2 separate regions of the Zea mays genome follow, and region 1 is linked to region 2. The links are chromatin contacts, called in public Hi-C maps. All regions are on one chromosome and are shown on one strand. The core of a region is the stretch at or near the end of the contact, and the rest is flanking DNA. Distances in the headings are between cores, read along the strand shown.

The links. A called contact is a pair of places that touch in the nucleus more often than the background predicts.
Region 1: a contact with region 2 is called in a Hi-C map of ear, with 2.7 times the contacts expected there. The contact joins two enhancer-like sites. A contact is called at or near these places in 5 of 25 Hi-C or Micro-C datasets (bundle sheath, ear, endosperm and 2 more).

What each region holds. Positions count from the first base shown.
Region 1 is chr1:91,209,280-91,216,243 of Zm-B73-REFERENCE-NAM-5.0, forward strand. No RefSeq gene overlaps it. Among protein-coding and RNA genes, the nearest start is that of LOC103637641, 63 kb to the left of the region's middle. Within about 2 kb of position 5,357, at least 19 of the 20 cell types and tissues checked have an H3K27ac peak or open chromatin away from gene starts, as enhancers often do. A contact at or near this core is called in bundle sheath, ear, endosperm and 2 more, where this site is marked.
Region 2 is chr1:91,112,801-91,118,977 of Zm-B73-REFERENCE-NAM-5.0, forward strand. No RefSeq gene overlaps it. Among protein-coding and RNA genes, the nearest start is that of LOC109939297, 30 kb to the right of the region's middle. Within about 2 kb of position 1,846, at least 19 of the 20 cell types and tissues checked have an H3K27ac peak or open chromatin away from gene starts, as enhancers often do. A contact at or near this core is called in bundle sheath, ear, endosperm and 2 more, where this site is marked.

The DNA of each region.
Region 1 (6,964 bases), core at 4,107-6,606, 100 kb after region 2:
ATCAGGCCTTTGCAGCTTTGTGCTGATGGGGGTTACCAGCTGAGATTAGGAGTCTTGGGGGTACCCCTAATTATGGTCCCCGACACAACTCCAAGAGGGTACCTTAATCAGCCAAACCAAGTACATTCAAGATATACTTACCAAGTTTGGAATGAAGGATGTCAAGCCCATCAAGACACCCATGGGAACTAATGGGCATCTCGACCTCAACACGAGAGGTAAATCCGTAGATCAAAAGGTATACCGGTCGATGATAGGATCTTTACTCTATTTATGTGCATCTCGACCGGATATTATGCTTTCCGTATGCATGTGTGCAAGATTCCAAGCCAATCCTAAGGAAGTTCACCTTAGGGCCATGAAAAGAATCTTGAGATATTTAGTTCATACACCTAAGTTTGGTCTTTGGTACCCCAAGGGATCCACTTTTGATTTAATAGGTTATTCAGATGCTGATTGGGCAGGGTGTAAAATTGATAGAAAGAGCACATCAGGGACCTGTCGGTTTCTAGGAAGATCCCTGGTGTCTTGGGCTTCAAAGAAACAAAATTCAGTAGCTCTTTCTACCGCCGAAGCCGAGTATATTGCCACAGGTCATTGTTGTGCACAATTACTTTGGATGAGGCAAACCCTTAGGGACTATGGCTACAAATTTAGCAAAGTCCCTCTCCTATGTGATAATGAGAGTGCAATCCGCATGGCAGATAATCCCGTTGAACACAGCCGCACTAAGCACATAGCCATTCGGTATAACTTTTTGAGGGATCACCAACAAAGGGGGGATATCGAGATTACTTATGTTAGCACCAAAGAACAATTAGTCGATATCTTTACCAAACCACTAGATGAGAAAACCTTTACCAAACTTAGGAATGAGCTAAACATTCTTGATTCTCGGAACTTTGATTGATAGTTTGCACACATAGCTCATTTATATACCTTCGATTATATCTCTTTTATGCCTATGACTAATGAGTTTTCAAGTGAATTTCTATTAAGTCATAGATTGAAAGGGAAATGGAGTCTTCGGTGAAGACAAGGCTTCCACTCCACTCTATCGGTATTGTTTACCCTTCGCCGTCACTCTGCACCGCTCTCCACTTTGGTATAATCTTCACTCTTATTACTAGTACCAATAGGGAGAAAGTAAAAATGGCTCATATTTCACTTATAAAGTATCCGTTTTTGGCGATTCATGCCAAAGGGGGAGAAAGTATTAGCCCAAAGCAAGAAGACCGCACCACCACCAATTTCAAAAAGTCTTTCAAATGATATTAAGAAGCTTTTCAATTGGTACCTTATGTTTGATAAAATTTCAAATTGGTACAACCTCTTTCAAAATTGATATCTAAAACCCTCTTGAACACTAAGAGGAGAATTTCAATTCAGGGGGAGTTTTGTTTAAGTCAAAGGAAAAGCATTTGAAACAGGGGAGAAAAATTCAAATCTTGAAAATTCTTCTTGCCATCTTATTCATATACCTTTGACTATTCGCAAAAGTACTTTGAAAAGATTTTCCAAAAGAATTTGCAAAAACAAAACAAGTGGTGCAAGCGTGGTCCAAAATGTTAAAAAGAAAGAAAGCAATCCATGCATATCTAATGAAAGTATAAATTGGTTTAATTCCAAGCAACCTTTGCACTTATATTATGCAAACTAGTTCAATTCTGCACTTATATATTTGCTTTGGTTTGTGTTGGCATCAATCACCAAAAAGGGGGAGATTGAAAGGGAAATAGGGTCAAACCTTTTCCTAAATGATTTTGGTAGTTGAATTGCCCAACACAAATAATTGGACTAACTAGTTTGCTCTAGATTATATGTTCTACAGGTGCCAAAGGTTCAATACAAACCAATAAAAATACACAAGTTAGGGTTCAAAACAAAGGAGCAAAAGAAACCGAAGAGAACTCTAGTCTGACGCACTGGACTGTCCGGTGCACCAAGCTGAATCGACCTCAACTCTTCACCTTCGGGTTTCTAAGGCCGTGCTCCACTATAATTCACGGGACTGTCCGGTGGGTCACCGGACTGTCTGATGTGCCAAGCGGAGCAACGATCGCCAGTACAACGGTCGACTTCAACGGTCGGCTGACAACGTGAACAGTGCGCGGACAGTTCGCGCAGAGTCAGAGCAGCGCCAGAAGGCGCACCGGACAGTGAACAGTGCATGTCCGGTGCCCCAAGCTGTCAGAGCTCCAACGGTCGAAACCGTCAGAACCGTAACGGTTGGGTGACGTGGTTTGCGCGCGGGACAGTGTCCGGTGGCGCACCGGACTGTCCGGTGTGCTCATCGACAGCAGCCCTCCCCAACGGCTGTTTTGGTGGTTGGGGCTATAAATACCCCCAACCACCACCATTCAAGGCATCCAAGTTTCCAGCAAATTGCATTCAATACAAGAGCTCTAGACTTCACTCCAAGACACAAACAATAGATTAAATCCTCTCCAAAGTCCAAAACCACTCTAAACACTTAGTGACTTGTGAGAGAGATTTTCGTGTTCATTTGAGTTCTTGTCGCTTGGATCGCTTTCTTCTTCCTCCATTCTTGTTCTCAAGAAAATTGTAATCAAAGCAAGAGACACCAAGTTGTGGTGGTCCTTGTAGGGGTCTAAGTGACCCGTTGATTAAGGAGAAAGCTCACTCGGTCTAGGTGACCGTTTGAGAGAGGGAAAGGGTTGAAAGAGACCCGGTCTTTGTGACCACCTCAACAGGGAGTAGGTTTGCAAGAACCGAACCTCGGTAAAACAAATCACTGTGTCATCCGCTCTATTTCTATGGTTGATTTGTTTTCACCCTCTCTTTCGGACTCGGCTTTATTTCTAACACTAACCCCGGCTTGTAGTTGTGCTTAAAAGTTTGTAAATTTCAGATTCGCCTATTCACCCCCCCCCCTCTAGGCGACTTTCAGTAGGCATTGGCCGAACCACAACAAAAAACGTTGTGTCTCTTGTCCATTTACTTATTGCGATTACTGTCTTCTTGAGTTCTCTACTCACTTGCAATATTGCTCCTAAGTTTAATACTCATCTCAAAGGAACAATCAAGTGAAGAGTTTTCCCTTCTCTCTTTTCATCCTAACTTGGTTTTTAGTTCTCAGTAACACCTATTATAAACCAAGTTTGTGTTGTTTAGAGTTAATTTTGCAGGATCGCCTATTCATTCCCCTCCAGGTGCTCTCAATTATGATCTTTGATGGACTTTTGTTACACTATCATAGAAGTTGCAATGAACGAATGCCTAGAGCGATGAATTATATCTGAAGTGTGTATTATTGCAACTATATTATCCCCAAAGTCCTATAGAAGGACATGTCACTTGCTTTGCACAACTATGTATAATTATGGTGTAAAAATAGAAAAATATAGCATCCAATATCATCCATTCTCATTATTACAGATGAACAATAAGATACATATACTGGAGAATATGTTTGAGTTATGAGGGATGATAACTTTGACAGATGTCATCGTTAGGGAGAGTGAACGCTTAATGTTGATCACAATCGTGAGACACTGAATGTCATATTGTATCTTGTATGCCTTGAAGGCGTTAGCTTGATTATCGATGTGTGAACATTTATGGAAGTTTTTACCAGATATGTAGATCCAGTCGATCGAACACCACCAGTCAAAGTGACTTATTTATGCTGATATGTGCACTTACATCGTGTATTCTAAAAGTGAGTTGAAGTTCCTGAATAATCCTAGCAACAATATGCAATGCGCTTGCTCAATCTCTATGTGCATATACTTCCAGAAGAGGATGTTTTGCCATATTGAGACAATTTTGTAAGGATCAGGGGGAGCACAATCCTAGAGTTAGCCCTTACAAAAGTTTCAATGGAATCAAGATCTAGAATATCGAAATCTGTTCTGATGACACTAGTTGTACTCTTTTTCCCTTGGTGAGTTTTTTCTGAAGTTTCTCGCATAAGGTTTTTAACGAGGCAACAAAGTGCAAATGCAATTTGCGCCACCATACGCTCTTTCTCCATATTTTTCCACTCAGTTTCTGTGAGTTTTTATGAGACATGTGTTGGTCGTGGTATTCACCCAAGGCAGAGTGCTAAGAAACCCTAACGAGGGCCTATGTGGGTAAATACCGGTTTTACCTCTGAGAGGTCTTACGTTTCTATATAAGCAACATGTACACTACCTCATAATACAGTGAAGATGCCCAACCTTAATCATGTGTCTCGTGTATTCTCTGTTGTGCTTATGGGAAAAGAGACGAGTCTTTAACATCTTCTCGCATTTAATGACGAGAGAGAATAAAGCGAATCTAAAGATCTGTGATAACGTAGCTATATTTCTCGAGAATTAGAATCGGTCCTAGGGATGGCAACGGTTAAAATATCCGCGGATACTGTCTCTGGACACCCATATCCGCGACTTATATCCGATATCCGAACTCGTACCCGTTATCCACCATGGATAACAAACAGTATCCACATCCGTTACCCGCGGATAACGGATATCCGCGGATATATCCGTTTGCCCACTACACATACAAAATATTTAAATCCAGCAAATTCAAACATGATATCATATTTGTCCAACAAACAAATTTAAATATGATAAAAACATAAAGTCATACAGAATCTGTCCAGCAAATTCAAACATGATATCATATTTGTCCAGCAAATATAAAATTGTCTAGCAAAATCAGATCTGAGCTTCCTCTTTGATCCTGATGAAGCAGGCGGCCAGGCACGTAGGGAGTCAGCGATGCAGGGAGCCAGGGACTGAGGACAAGCTACGCAGGGAGTCAGCGATGCAGGGACTGAGGACGAGCTGGAGATCTGCGCTCTGTGCCCGGGAGCCGCGCAGGGAGCCAGGGACCCGGACCGGTAGGGGGCAGCGACTGCGGGGGTCTGGGAGAGGTGAGATGGAGTGGGCGGTGGCGGTAGGAGTGGCCGAGTGGGAGAGGACAGAGGAGGAGAGAATGAGATCGGAGAATGGACTGGCCGAGCGAGGGCTTCGCTAGATTGATGGAAGCATGGAGATTGGAGAACGGTTGTGGCCTTGTGGGCTGTGGCGATGTGGCCCATGGGCCTGCGGGACGGGTGTAATTTTAACGGATATTCGGGTAATTGGGTATGGATATTGATTTTTCCTATCTGTTTTAAAAATATCCACGGATATCAAGTGCTACTCGTATCTGTATCCATGTATACAGACTCGTACCCAAAACTGTGTCCAACAGATTTTTTATCCGCGGGTACGCGGATAAATGACATCCATTGCCATCCATAATCGGTCCACCGCTCGCATAAGGAGCTGAGCGGCGCGGGGGTGGCGAGACACGGGCCAGGTAACTGATCCGGCCCAGCCCACGTGCGCGCGCGTGCTCCCCGCGCACCGTCGCTGCAGGATCAGCACGGCATGGGCTCGCCTGATGCGATGCGTTGTCGGTGGCGTGTGGCGTATGCCGGGCCCCGGCCCACGGGGCCTCTCTCCGATCTCCTTCTCTGGCTCCGGCGCGAATGAGCGCGGTTGCTTTGCCCCGTCCGCGCTGCTTATCGGGTCGGGGGATGCGAGGACCTGGTGGCAGGCACCACACCAGGGAGGCAGTCCGTTGCGCCGCGTCGCTAGCTCGCAGTCGCAGGTCGCAGCGCCTCGCTTCGGCACACGGATCACGCACGCACAGGAAGGAATTGAACGAGCCAGGAAAAGCCGGAGTGGCTAAGCCAAGCTGGCTTTTACCGGAGCCGCGGAGCGGGATGGACCGGCCGTCTCTTTCTGCTCATGTTTCCTTCGCCCTGCTCTTTCTTTCCATATGGTTCACACAACGCTGCGCTGAAAACGGCGTGGATGTTAGCTACCTTGCCACCGGGAGATTGTGTGGATGCCATACTTGCAGCTGCCTCAGACAAACAAGGGAACGCATACAGTTAGTAGAAACTCTGGAACGTCTTGATTGACCAATCATAAATTGGACTAGCTAGTAGCTACAACGCTTTCAGACGCCTTTTTTTTTCTTTACACTCATTCTCACGATGGTCCAATAATTTTTGGAAACTAACTAGAGTCCAGCTAGCAAGACATGATATCGTAGTCTTTGGAAAAGATCGAACGAGCGGAGCAGCTGTAACTCTCGCTCGCCCACCACCACAGGATCGCCGAGGCAATGGCCGACGTCGCCGTCGTGAATCCACAGCCACGCGGACGCCGCCGCCTCCAGTAATCTTTGCTTGTGTGATGCTGCTGTAAAGGTGCTTGATCTGATTGCTGGATCAAGAAGCAATCTATAGCATTGGTTTTTCTCCACTGCGCTACTACTCCATGGACCGCACTCCAGAGTCCAGACAGTTGTCCCTATGATCCTAGGGTATGTACAACTGTGCGTAATAGGGGTGGATGTTCGGCTTATCCAAAAATTTCGGGTCGAATAATTTGGGTATTTTAAATTTTGGATTTTGAGAATCGATACCCGAAATTACAATGGGTTAGGTACTCGGAATTTCGGGTTCGGGTTCGGTATTCCCGAACTACCCGAATTATTGTGTTGGCTTCATAAAAACACATACACCCTATTAAATTAATATAAAAATATAGTTTGAATAATAATATACATGGACATATAAAACACAAGCAATTTACAATCAAAAGTTATGCACACTTACATATAATTATAGATGTACAAATTAATAATTAAGCATGACATGAGTACATGACACATGAAAGTTCGGGTATTTCGGGTACCCGACTGTGATACCCGAATTATCCCGAAATAAATTCGGGTTATGCAAGTTGCTACCCGAAATTTCCAAACAAAAATTGGGTTTCGGGTATTTCGAGTTTGGGTTCGGGTATTCCGGTTTCGGGTTTCGGGTTACGGGTTTTTTGCTCAGCCCTAGTGCATACAAACACTGTGCTCTCGATGTGCGTGTAAAGCTATATGCAGTAGTCTACTCATGATTTATCTAAAAACACTGGTTTACACTATTCTGTATTGTAGT
Region 2 (6,177 bases), core at 596-3,095:
ATCCGCTTTATTTCTTGATTGATTTGTTTTCCCCTCTCTTTTGGACTCGGATTTAATTCTAATGCTAACCCCGACTTGTACTGTGTGCTTAAAGTTTATAATTTCAGATTTCGTCTATTCACCCCCCCTCTAGGCGACTTTCACTAAGGTCACCAACGGTAGTAGACAACTCGACATTGGTTTTGCTACGAACACCAACGATGCTTGTTGCAAACCCAACAGGAAGGCTCGTGTCCGATATGTGCACCTTGGCAATGGATGAAGATGAGCATATGGTGTCACTACAACTGACATTCATGTTCTCGTTGCGATGATCCTAAGATATCCTCCACTTGATATCGAGCTGACAACAATCATCATAAATGTTCTAGCCATGCAAGTCTCCAAAGGCTTCAGTAACATGATGCTTTAAATGGAATACCACTTGAGCAAAAATAGGATATGGCCCTTCAAGCACGTGCACAATCCAAATTGCAGACTGTGATCAAACTTTGGATGTTGCTCCCACTGTCCAAATCTAACCTCAAAGTGCAACAACTACTAGCGTTGATCTTCCCAACATCCAATACAAGAGAGGAAAAGAATTCCAGGAATCTGAATGCCTCTGATACCAATTGTTAGTGATCCACTCAAGCCACCACCATGAACACGCACAATAAGCACTATTGATCCAATACAGTGTGAGATAAATCGAGTTTGCAGCAGAGAGTAAGCAGGGGGTCGAAGAGGACTACAATTACATATGCGAATCAATAGAATCCCTAGACCAAAAGAACTAGTAGAGAGCGGATTTAGGGGAAGATGACCCGTAGAGGATAGGAATACCGAAGTGGAAAGAAGTTCTCTTCTGATTATTCGATGCCCCCGATTGTGTACTGCATTTGCCATCTTGTACTCCACTCATGTGCACCATTATGGCCCACAACCCATTAACTGATGGTCCATACCGTATTTATTCGGTATTTTACCATTGGTAACGAATTCGATAATTTTTCAGAAAAATATTAAATGTGAACTGGTCTTTGTAAATTCATAATAAGTTCATCTTAACTTAGAAAAATATGAAACAAAATTTATTGTTTTCCTAAAATCAAAATCTATGTAATGGTATTTAGTTTAGAGTTGTTCAAAACTTTTATAGATCTTATTTATAGTTTCTTTCCAATTATTACTCTTGATACATATGTTCATAGCACGAGAGTCTTAGAAGGACCAGAATGACTTCAATTATGTTGACTTTCTAACTATATGTATGTGTGTATAGTGTTGTCACTTGTATTTGTAAGATGTTCATTTAATGTCTTGTGAGATCTATCTATTACGGTCGTCTTCTAAGATCTATTTTCTAACATCTCGCAAAATCTATTAAAGTGGTTTGGCTACTCATACTAAAATCTATTTTCTAATTGGTTCACACATATTGTTGTATGATATCGATCAAGTCATATACTTATATATGGCTTGTGTCATGTTCTATGTTTTGATATGTTTATCGGTTTAAATAATCTCGTTTTTGTAATTTTCTATCGTTATCGATGCACTTTCGACTGTATATTTTTTATCGACATAATCGAAATATCGATACCGTTTCGTTTCCCACAATATCTTATCGTTTTCGTTAAAATAATTTAAAAGTGAAAGTGGTGGACCCTTTTTTCAATCGTTTTCACCCTGGTCCTTCTCCTGCATGCTAGGAGCGCAGTAGGGCTTCATGGCGCAAGACGATTGGACCGAAACCACCCTCGGCCAAGCCTAGCACGAAGCGCGGGGCCGGGGCAGAGCAGAGTCCAGAGCGCGTGCGCGGTGCACTACCGGGCCTGTAGTGGGCGCCGGCCGCCGGCCACGGCATGTTCGGGACGTTCGGTTCGTTTTCCCCTGTACACGGTGCCCTACTGCCCTCTGCGCTGTGGGGTGGACGAGTGGTGGTGCGGACGCGCGGGCGAGCATGGCAGACAAGGAACATGTTGGGCGCACATGGGGGGAGCGCGTGCGCCGGGAGGGGAGACTGGGAGAGCCGAGCCGTGGCCCGTGGCGACTGGCGAGAGCTAGGGATGGTCAACCGGCACATGCCCATGCCATGCAGCCGTCCATCCAGCACCAACAGCCCAACACCAACACCCCCCTGACCTATCGACGCTGCTGTTTTGCGCACGACAGCCCCGGGCAGTCGACCCGTCGTCGTTCACCGCGTTCGCCACCATATTTCAGCGGGCACCAGTGTTGAAAAATATCCTGCTATATCCGGCTGGTTTTTTTTTCCACGCACAGCCCGACGAAGCGACGTTGCGTTGTCGGAACCGTTGGGCTGGCACGCCGCGCATGTCCTGTTTTTTTTTTTGTTATCGTCTCTGAAACCCACAGGATGTCAGGAAGCCAAGGCGTGTTGTGCCACAGGACAGAGCTGAGCAGGAAACAGAATTACCCGACACGACATGCGATGCGAGGAGAAGCGTGCGAGGCCTGCGGCTGCGGATCCGCAGCCTCCTGGGCCTGGGCCTGGGCCTGGGCCTGGTCCTGCATGTGGCGACGCCGTGCCAATTGCGACCGGAGTCCGTCCAGCTGCGCGTTTCTGGAATCCAAGGAGACCCATCCCAATCATGGAGGCGTCGCCGGTTCACTTGCCGCAAACAGCCAAGGAAGCCGGAGAAGGAAAGGGCAGACAACGCAACACTGCCATGGCTGCTAGCCTGCTACCCTGATCTTTCAACACACACAGCAGGGCATGCATGATGCATGCAGTGCAAATCCATGTGCCACAATCCTGATAAAGTCTTGATCGGTTATTACTGTCACATATAAGGTCTTTTCGGTTACAAGAGAATAAATCCCTATAGATTTAATCCAGGTCTAGATTTATTGAATTCATACATCACACTTAATCCCACACCCAATTATATAGATCTAGATTGAGAGCAAAACGACAAGCCTAATAACGTCCTTAACCATATGCTTCGCAGATACCACGTCAGGTGCATTGTCACTGGCTTTTAGCATAGGGTTGCGACTTGCGTGGCCACTCGTAAGTCGCCACCAGGACTGCTAACTTGTAAAAAATTGCTGCAACGGTTATTTTATAATTTTTCAAAAAATACAGGACACATCGTGAAGTAACATAAATATACTAAACTTCATATTAGTGCTCTATCCTTAGTTTCTACAACATCATAAACCTTTTCTTTCTTGATAATGTAATTTGTTTCAAAAAAATACTTGATTTAGAGCTTAACTATTGGAGCTCAACTTCTTTTCATTCCTAAACACTTTAAATAATATAATATTAGAATTTTGGCTCATTATTTGAGGCACCTCAAGGTGCCTCAAAATATTGCCATATAGTTTAAAATACTACATAATTTAAAGTGTTTAGGGCACTGAGAACAAATTGGGCTCCAAAAGGTAAGTCTTAGATCATGTATTTTAGGAAGTAAATTATATTATTAGTAAAGAAAATATTGAGAATGATATATAAAACAAGAATAGGACACTAATATGTGGTGTAGTATATTTGGGGCAATTCATAAAAAATTTGTAAAATAGAGGTATTGTTAGAGTTGTTTTTTTACAAGTTGAGTCATATATTTTAAGATAGGATACTGATTTAAGGCTATATTGGAGATGCTTAGTACCTAAGGTTTGTCTGGATTCTAGCCTAAGACATCACGACTTGTAGCCTAACTTTTTTGTCTAAGATTAGTCCTTTAACTCGAACGATTAAGATTAATCAAGATGTAGCGTCTTAGACAAAAAACCAAAAATACCCTAGTAGCAATGGTTTGGAGCCTGCCAAGGGTCTCGTATAAAGTCGTATACAAATATCATGTTTTATAGATCAAAAGATGAGAGTTGATGGGTAGGCTAACTAGTCTATTGTTGCCAATTTGCCAACAGGCGCCTGCTAGATCTTGTAACAAATAAAACAAGAAGCTCTAAGGTAGACAAAATTGTAAGTTAGCAAGGTTCACCAAACTGGATCCCTAGAAAAAACCGGTTGGGGCCAGTATCTGATTAATCGTGATAAATCAATGGAAACTAGTAGAAATCGTCTGAATTCAAAATCAAACCAATTTTTGAATTCCAACAGCTCGAGACCGATTAATTGGTTAATAAGCTGGTAAATCGACAACACTGGTGCAAAAAACAAACCACTTGTTTTTTGGCAAATAAAGGACACTGAGGTTCTATAATTTGAACAAAAGATGACACAAATGTTATCACAAATATAATAACAACATTTAGCGGTTCAAATACATTACATGCCATTGTTTCATAGTGTCGGCGTTTCGAGACCGGGGGTCACTCAGGCCGACGAGTGAGTGCCGCGTGTCCCAGCCCAGATGGGTCGAGCGCGTGGGCGAGCACAAAGGGGGGAGAGGAGCGAGGCGGCCGGAGCCCGGCGTGGGAGTAGTGGGAATCCCGCGGCCTTCGTGTTCGTCCCGCGCCCAGGTCGGGTGCGCTTGCAGTAGGGGGTTACAAGCGTCCACGCGGGTGAGGGAAGCGAGCGGCCCCAAGGGAGCGCCTATCTCGTCCTCGTCCCCGCGCGGCCAACCCTCTCTAAGAGGGCCCTGGTCCTTCCTTTTATAGGCGTAAGGAGAGGATCCAGGTGTACAACGGGGGGTGTAGCGAGGTGCTACGTGTCTAGCGGGGAGAGCTGACGCCCTAAGTACATGCCAATGTGGCAGCCGGAGAGATCTTGGCACCCTGTTGGTGTGATGTCGTGGCTGTCGGAGGAGCGACGGTGCTTGGCGGAAGGACAGCTGTTGGAGCGGTCGAGTCCTTGCTGACGTCCGCCTGCCTTCGTAAGAGAGCTGGGGGCCGCCGTCGTCACAGAGCGTGCGGGGGCGCCATCATTGCCTATCTGGCAGAGCTAGCCAGATGGGACACCGGTCTTGTTTCCTACGGCCCGAGGCGGCTCGGGGTAGGGTGATGATGGTGCCTCCTGTTGACGTGGCTGGCCCGCGCCCTAGGTTAGGCGACGTGGAGGCTCCTCCGAAGCCGAGGTCGAGTCTGTCTTCCGTGGCCGAGGCCGAGCCCCTGGGTCGGGCGAGGCGGAGGTCGTTCGGCGGAGGCCAGGGCGGAGTCCGAGCCCTGGGGTCGGGCGAAGCGGAGTTCGTCCTCTTCTGGGGCCGAGCCCGAGTCCGAGCCCTGAGGTCGGGCGGAGCGGAGTTCGCCGTCTTCCGGGACTTAGCCCGAGTCCGAGCCCTGGGTCGGGCGGAGCGGAGTTCGCCGTCTTCCGGGACTTAGCCCGAGTCCGAGCCCTGGGTCGGGCGGAGCGGAGTTCGCCGTCTTCCGGGACTTAGCCCGAGTCCGAGCCCTGGGTCGGGCGGAGCGGAGTTCGCCGTCTTCCGGGACTTAGCCCGAGTCCGAGCCCTGGGTCGGGCGGAGCTTCCTATGGCGCCTTTGGTAGGACCCGACCGCCTGTCAGTCTCACTCTGTCAAGTGGCGCTGTAGTCGGAGTGGCGCATGCGGCGCTGTCCTTCTGTCAGACCGGTCAGTGGAGCGGCGAAGTGACGGCGGTCACTTCGGCTCTGCCGGGGGGGCGCGTCAGGATAAGGTGTCAGGCCACCTTTGCATTAAATGCTCCTGCGACTCGGTCGGTCGGTGCGGCGATTTAGCCAGGGTTGCTTCTTAGCGAAGGCAGGGCCTTGGGCGAGCCGGAGATGTGTCTGCCATTGGAGGGGGGCCTCCGGCGAGACGGAAACCTTCCGGGGCCGGCTGCCCTTGTCCGAGGCTAGGCTCGGGCGAGGCGTGATCGAGTCGCTCGAATGGCCTGATCCCTGGCTTAATCGCACCCATCATGCCTTAGCAGTTTAATGCTGATGGGGGTTACCAGCTGAGAATTAGGAGTCTTGAGGGTACCCCTAATTATGGTCCCCGACAGTAGCCCCCGAGCCTTAAAGGGAGTGTTAACACTCGCTTGGAGGCTTTCGTCGCACTTTTTGCAAGGGGACCAGCCTTTCTCGGTTGCGTTTTGTTCCGGTGGGTGCGCGCGAGCGCACCCGCCGGGTGTAGCCCCCGAGGCCTCGGAGGAGTGATTTCACTCCTTCGAGGTCTTAATGCCTCGCGTAATGCTTCGGCTGGCCTGGTTGTTCCCTCATGCGAACTGGCCGTAGCCCGGGTGTACGGTCGGGGCCCAAGTTCTCGGGCTGGTATGTTGACGCTGTCAACGGTGTGGCCGGA